2 separate regions of the Anas platyrhynchos genome follow, and region 1 is linked to region 2. A link is a contact called in public Hi-C data. All regions are on one chromosome and are shown on one strand. Each heading gives the region's core, a stretch centred on a gene start, on an enhancer-like site or on the middle of the called end of the contact. The rest is flanking DNA. Distances are from core to core; before and after follow the strand shown. Region 1 overlaps CAMK2D (calcium/calmodulin dependent protein kinase II delta). Region 2 holds the start of CAMK2D (calcium/calmodulin dependent protein kinase II delta).

Region 1 (3,104 bases), core at 41-2,540, 110 kb before region 2:
GCATGAACTTAGAATGACTGCAATTACTTGGAAAACATTAATAGCCCAGCCCGGGACGTTGAGGACTCTACTTTGGATTCAATAGTGTCACTTCGTACTATCAGGAGACCTGCTGCAGTCAAGCATGTAGAATGGCAGCGTTAACTATTGAAATTACTTGCAAATAAATTAACGTGATTTACGCTTTGTTTTTCCAAACATATTTGTTCTTAGAGATCTAGTAATATGCCTCTGCATATTCTTCTCTGCAATAAAATTAGGGGTTTTGTTTTTGTTTTTAAATTTAACTTCCATGGGGAATGCAAGAGGGTCGCAAGCATAGCATTTAAAAAAGCAGCCATGCTGCTGGTTGCCAAGAGCTGAAATTCCTACACAGAAGTGCACTTCCACCATCTGTTAAAGACAGGCTGCCACTAACAGGTCAGTTTTTTCTGGATCTAGGATCTGCCACCATTCTGACTTGCACAAGGATTTCGAGAAGAGCAACAACACACAGTTTTGCAGGTCATAAGAGGTTGCAAAAGCTCCCATTTGCTACTAAATTACACTTAAAGGTCGGTTAAATAAAAGCAGATTGTTCAACTGTTCAAATCTCCTCCTCTCATTGCCCGCCCACATCCCCAAACATGCCATCAAATTGTGGTCTGCATTACTCGAAAAAAAAATCCAGAGTTTTGCAGTTAAAAGATCCATGCCAGGCCATAACCATCTTTTGCATATTGTAGTTCTGCTCTTGGGCCTTTGCATCTTCTTTTCTGTACAGAGTTCTGCTGCAATTTTACCACAGTCTTTCATTTCACTCTTCTTTTATTTTTCTTTTGCCAGAAAGTAGTAAGTGAAGAAGGATGGTTTTGTGTTTCCTGAAGTTTTCACTTTCAGAAATGCAACTGGGTACTACAGTTTGGCAGAAACAGTTTTTCTCACACTGTTTCCAATTCATCCCGGATTTGCCAGAATAAGGAATCCACACATGGTTTGGAGCAGGCAGCAGCTGCATTTAATACATTTCCGAAGAAAAAGTTATTTTTTGTGAATGTATAAAACATACTAGAAAGCACTCCTTATTGTGTAGCCCGAAAGTCAGTTTACAAGGCTACAATCAAGTTATTTTTTTTTTTTCCTTTTCATGCTAAAAGCATAATGCTGCATGTGCAATGAGGACAGGAAACCCTCAGAGCAGCTGGACAAATCTGACATCCTTTCATTTAGACTTGGTACGTGTTATCCAGCTCCCTGCCATGAAAGAGTTACAGACTGGTCAGAGATTCGTCATTCTCTTTTTGTACAACCGTGACCTGGGGAAATCCAGAATTGCAAAACGGGTTGAAGATTTTGTATGTCTCTCTAGAATACATCACGCTCTTTAAGCTGTCCAAGTGTAACCCTTTATGATCATACATGACACATACTTTTATTATTTCAAACAATGCTTGTGACAGTTATTTTTTGGGGAGTGAAGGAGGGCAAGAAAGAAGACAGCAATCTGATTCCAAAAATTAATACTAACCACCAGAAAACTCCTGTCCTGGAAGGAAATTCCTGCTCCCTATAACTCATTCTGGAAGAAAAGTAAAGAGACAGAAGCCGTGACAGAAAGAATTAGCGTGTGTTTCACTGCCTTAGCTCTCAAGCCATTTTTCTTCTGCCTTTCTAAAGGATCTGGTATTTCAGATAGCGCATTTCCATTTGCTTTCAGAAGAAAGTCTTCTTTTACTTGAGATCTTGAAGCCCAAGTGCCCAAAGTCCTCTCCCTTATCCATGAGGCGAGTTTACTAATAGCTTTGAGAGACAAACTTGCCTCTCTGAGCTTCCCAGTAAAAGAAAAAGATGTTTAACTGTTTCTTTGCATGCCAGCATGCTTCTAACACAGGAGGCAAGAGTACACAGCTAAGAAAGAGGCGATGCTGTTCTCGGCACAGGAGCCTTCTGTCTGAGGACAGATGCTCTTCTCAGCACAGGAGCTTTCTACTTGACTTCTCGGGACCATCACTGTGAGAATGCTGTAGCATTTCCATCTTTCTGAACATGTTTGACAGCCCAGTCATCCGGAGGAGAGAGAGGGCTTGTGCCAGCAGTCTTGCAGCAGCAGGCCTTTCCGCAGCGATGTGCGAACACCAGCACGTGTCCCAGAAGCACTCCAATCATGCTGATGAGAGAGTTAAAGTTCTCCCTTCCATACCCTGCCCCAAAATCTCTGGATGACAGACAGGAACACCGTGTATTCAGCGAATACACCAAAGGCATGGAAAGTGGCTGCTGTTTCCCCTGGTCCTGACTACAGGTGAGGGCAGACTCAGAGGGCTGAGCCCCACAGCCCAGACCCGGACAGCGAGGTATCGGTAAGCCTCTAGCGGGGTTTCTCCTCGGAGGTGAAGCGAACCAATAACCGAAAGACAACAAAACCAAAAAGAAAGGGCAAGAAGAGCACCGTGGCTGCTCGTGAGGGTTTGCTGCTCTCCGCTGAGGCACGGCGGAGCGCCGCCGGGACGGGGACGGGCGGAGCCCCCGGCTGGGGAGGGCTCGGCGGGGCAGCAGCACTCACCTTGAGGTCGCGATGGACTACGCCCATCTGATGGCAGTGGAGCACAGCCTCCAGGATCTGCTGAATGCAATGACTGCATGCAAACACCAGGGGCGCGTGTTAGTTCCAAGCGTGCACTCGCCGCCCGCACGCCCGCAGCCGGGCGCCGGCACGGAGGCGGCGGGGCCAGGGCCGGGGCCGGGGCCGGGGCCGGGGCCGGGGCCGGGGCCGGGGCCGGGGCCGGGCGGGGGGCGCCGCTTTCCCCCCGCCGCGCCGCTGCCCCCCGCCCTGCCCCGCCGCCCCTCAGAGCACGACGGCCTCAGGCACCCTGCCGGCCCCGGGGACCTGCCTCGGTTGGCTTGCTCTGACCTCGTTTTTATTTATATTATTATTATTTATTTTGAATAAAAAGGACCATTTTTAAGGAAAGTCTTCGGCAAAGCTTACAAATTCGGCCAATCGAAATCTGTCGAGGTCGCATTACAGATTTGGTATCTTTTACTTGTTCCGCCTCCGCTTTCTGCCAGCTCTCTCGGAGGCATCAGGAACTGTAGCGGCCACTGAGGTAAAAAACCATTGGAAG
Region 2 (3,037 bases), core at 138-2,637:
GAAAGTACAAACATGTGGTGTAGCAGGCATTACTGTTGGGCTGTAACAGTGAAACATTGTACCACTTAAGCAGAATGAGTTGGGTTCACAAAGGGTTATTTCATAAAATGGTTGTTTCCTTCCTATAGCATCTCATCTCGAAGTTTAGTACAGGGTAGTAGATTACACTTTTCCTCCTGGATTCAGATAGGCCTTGATTTTCATTTTTAAATGCAATGGAGGCACTGAATTCAGTAGAGCTTTGACATACATTTAAAATAAAAGCTGTAATGGAAACTTATTATTTCCCCCCCAAAAAAAAATCAGTCTGCAAAATGCTTCCAGACTGATGTTCAAGCTATTTACATATAAAAAGAAGGAAGAAGTGCATTACTTTCAATTGCTTGAGAATTTGTACAGCTTTCCATTAAACACTACAGCAACAACCACACACCTCCAGCATCAATCCACAAAACGTTTAATATTAAAAGCCAAGCCACAGTCTTACAGGAGATGAAAAAAGGCACGTTATGAAAATTAATAACTTTAATTATCACGATTTGGTTCGGTTTTAGCGCTTCCCACAAGAACGCACAAAACAGGGAGGAGGCACCGTAAGCACTCGGTTAAAATATACCCACCCCTAGCCGAGAGCTTTTTGGTGTTGATGATTTTGGCAGCGTACTCTTGTCCTGTCGTAATTTTCATACATCTCCTGACGACCGAGAACGCCCCTCTGCAAACCAAGAAGCGGACAAAGTGTCAGCGGCACCGAAAAGGGGGGCTCCCTGCGGATACGGTGGCAGAAGCGTTCTCGCCGATTTCAGCGAGCGGTGCGACGCCGAAAATTTTTATAAAAAAAAAAAATAAGAAAGAAATGAGAAGAGACAGAGAAGGAAGGCGTTTTGGGGCGTCGCTTGATATCGATTTTATTCCCCACAACGGCAAACTCGGGTCGGAGCGGCGCGGCGGGGCGGCAGCCACGTCCACAGCCGGCGGGGCCGCCGCACAGCGGGGGCTGCCCGGTGCCGGTCCCCGTCCCCATCCCGGTGCAGCTCCCGGTCCCCCCCCCACCCCCCGAGTCCCCCCCGTCTCCCCCCGCCCCAGCCGGGCGCCAACATGGCGCTGGCGGCCCCCCGCCGCCCGTTAACGGCCCCCGCAGCCCCCAACCGACGGCGGCGGAGGAGCGGGGCGAACCCCACGGCACCCCCCGGGGCTCCCGGCCGCCTTACCCACCCCCCCGTCTCCCCGTGCTTACTTCCCGAGCTCCTCGAAGAGCTGGTACTCGTCGGTGAACCTGGTGCAGGTGGCGGTTGAGGCCATCATGAGGGCGGGCGGCCGGCCGCCGGTGCCTCCGGCGGCCAGGGGCGGCGGAGGGGCTGCGCGCTGGGGCAGGGCTGGGCTGGGCGAGGCGAGGCGAGGCTCCGCCGGCTTCTCCTCCTCCTCCTCCTCCTCCTCCTCCCCGTGACGGGGCTGCCTCGGCGCTCTCCCCGCCGCCCGGTCCTCCCGCCGCGGCTCTCCCCTCCCCTCTCTCCCACCCCCTAGGAAAATAATAATAAAAAAAATAATTATTTAATAAATAAATTTAAAAAAATGTATCCACGCAGAGGCGGCACCCCGAAACGGAAAGCAAAACCGCGGCTGGGAGAAGCGGCGGCGCCTCCGTGCCGCTCTCCCGGTGCCGTGCCTCCCCCTAGCGACCCGCGCCCGCCCCGTCGCGGCTCTCTGCTGCCGCCTCGCCGCCGGCTCCACCCCCACCGCGGTGAGCCGCGGCCCCGTCGGGGACGCTGCGGTGATGGCGAAGCGGGGAAGGGAAGAGAAGAAGGGGAAGGGGAGGGGGGGGCTGCTGCAAGCCCTGAGGAAACGGATGCACCTGCGGCCCGCTCCGCCGCGGCCGCCTGACGTCAAGCGCCGCCCCGCCCCGCCTCGCCTCGCCTCGCCTCACGGCCTCGCCTCACGGCCGCAGCACCGGCGGGGCGGGGGCGGCGGCGGTCGGCGAGGGGAGGGCACGTGCGGGGCGGCGCCGCTCAACGGCCGCCAACGGTCGCCGCCTCGCGGACGCCGCTGGGGAGCCCTGAGGGGAGCCCTGAGGGGAGCCCTGAGGGGAGCCCTGAGGGGAGCCCTGAGGGGAGCCCTGAGGGGAGGCAGCCCCCGCGGTGCGCCCGTCGGAAGGCGGGGGTGTCGTTCTCCTCACCTCCCCGAAAGACACGCTGGGGAATAAAGCTTTTACACGCTGGGGGGGTTCTCGTGAAGTGGAATGTGTGCGTGTTGCTGTTCATCTTAACCTGACGGTTTCCTTTTCTAAAATGTTTAACGCCGAGGTAATGACAGCAGGTGAAGAAGCACCTCTTCGAATTACAACCTTCTAGCCCCAAGTCCAGTCTCCCGACTTCAAAATTTTTGCCACTTTAACAAAACACCCCCCAAACACAGCTACTTTTGCACGTGCCACCAATGCATAAATTAATAACCCTGATCATGTCTCTGGCCTAGCCTCTGCCAGTGGTTATTTCCCCCGTTTTGCACAGCTCGTACCATTTTTGGGATATTCCTTCCCGATATCCTCAGCGGTGGCGAGTTAAGTAATGAGTTAAATTAACATCTGCACAGCGCTTTCAACACTCAAAGCACCGAATATGTCAGCTTGCGTTACCGCCAGAGCTGCGCTACGAATCGCAGCCTGTAGCACGCGTCTACAGCACCGAAATCCTTGTGTTGATGCGCGAGAAGCCCCACATCGGAAATACAGCCACGAAATGCATCCACGCAGGTCTCTCAAAGTTCCCGAGATCCCCGAATCGAGACCTCATAGCAAGCGTTAAAAATCCGCCAGCTCTTCCCTGAGCTAACGTGCACGCAATGTGAGCGCGTGAGCCTGCCTGTGAGGCGGTTTTCCTGCCTGCGAGGCGGCTTTCGTGGCGTAAAGGGGGCCGTGGAGGGAGGCTTGGAGCTGTGTGAGCGCGCACAAAGCATTTACTGCCCGGTTCCTCTCCAGGGGACCCTTATGTGCAGCAATGTGAGAGCAAAAAGACCAGAGGATGTTTCAATTTAGACCAGC

What was found. Hi-C and Micro-C count contacts between places; a contact is called where the count stands out from the background.
Region 1: a contact with region 2 is called in a Hi-C map of skeletal muscle, with 2.3 times the contacts expected there. The contact joins the enhancer-like site here to the promoter of CAMK2D in region 2. A contact is called at or near these places in 3 of 8 Hi-C or Micro-C datasets (skeletal muscle and subcutaneous adipose tissue).

Annotation. Positions count from the first base shown.
Region 1 is chr4:6,082,912-6,086,015 of IASCAAS_PekinDuck_T2T, reverse strand. All of the region lies in intron 6 of CAMK2D (calcium/calmodulin dependent protein kinase II delta), which reads right to left. Among named protein-coding and RNA genes, the nearest start is that of CAMK2D, 110 kb to the right of the region's middle. Within about 2 kb of position 1,290, at least 1 of the 8 cell types and tissues checked has an H3K27ac peak or open chromatin away from gene starts, as enhancers often do.
Region 2 is chr4:5,972,917-5,975,953 of IASCAAS_PekinDuck_T2T, reverse strand. It overlaps CAMK2D (calcium/calmodulin dependent protein kinase II delta), which reads right to left and starts at 1,387. Exons shown (of 19, transcript XM_027456588.3): 1 at 1,238-1,387; 2 at 621-715. The coding sequence starts at 1,305. It also overlaps a transcript of ARSJ not described here.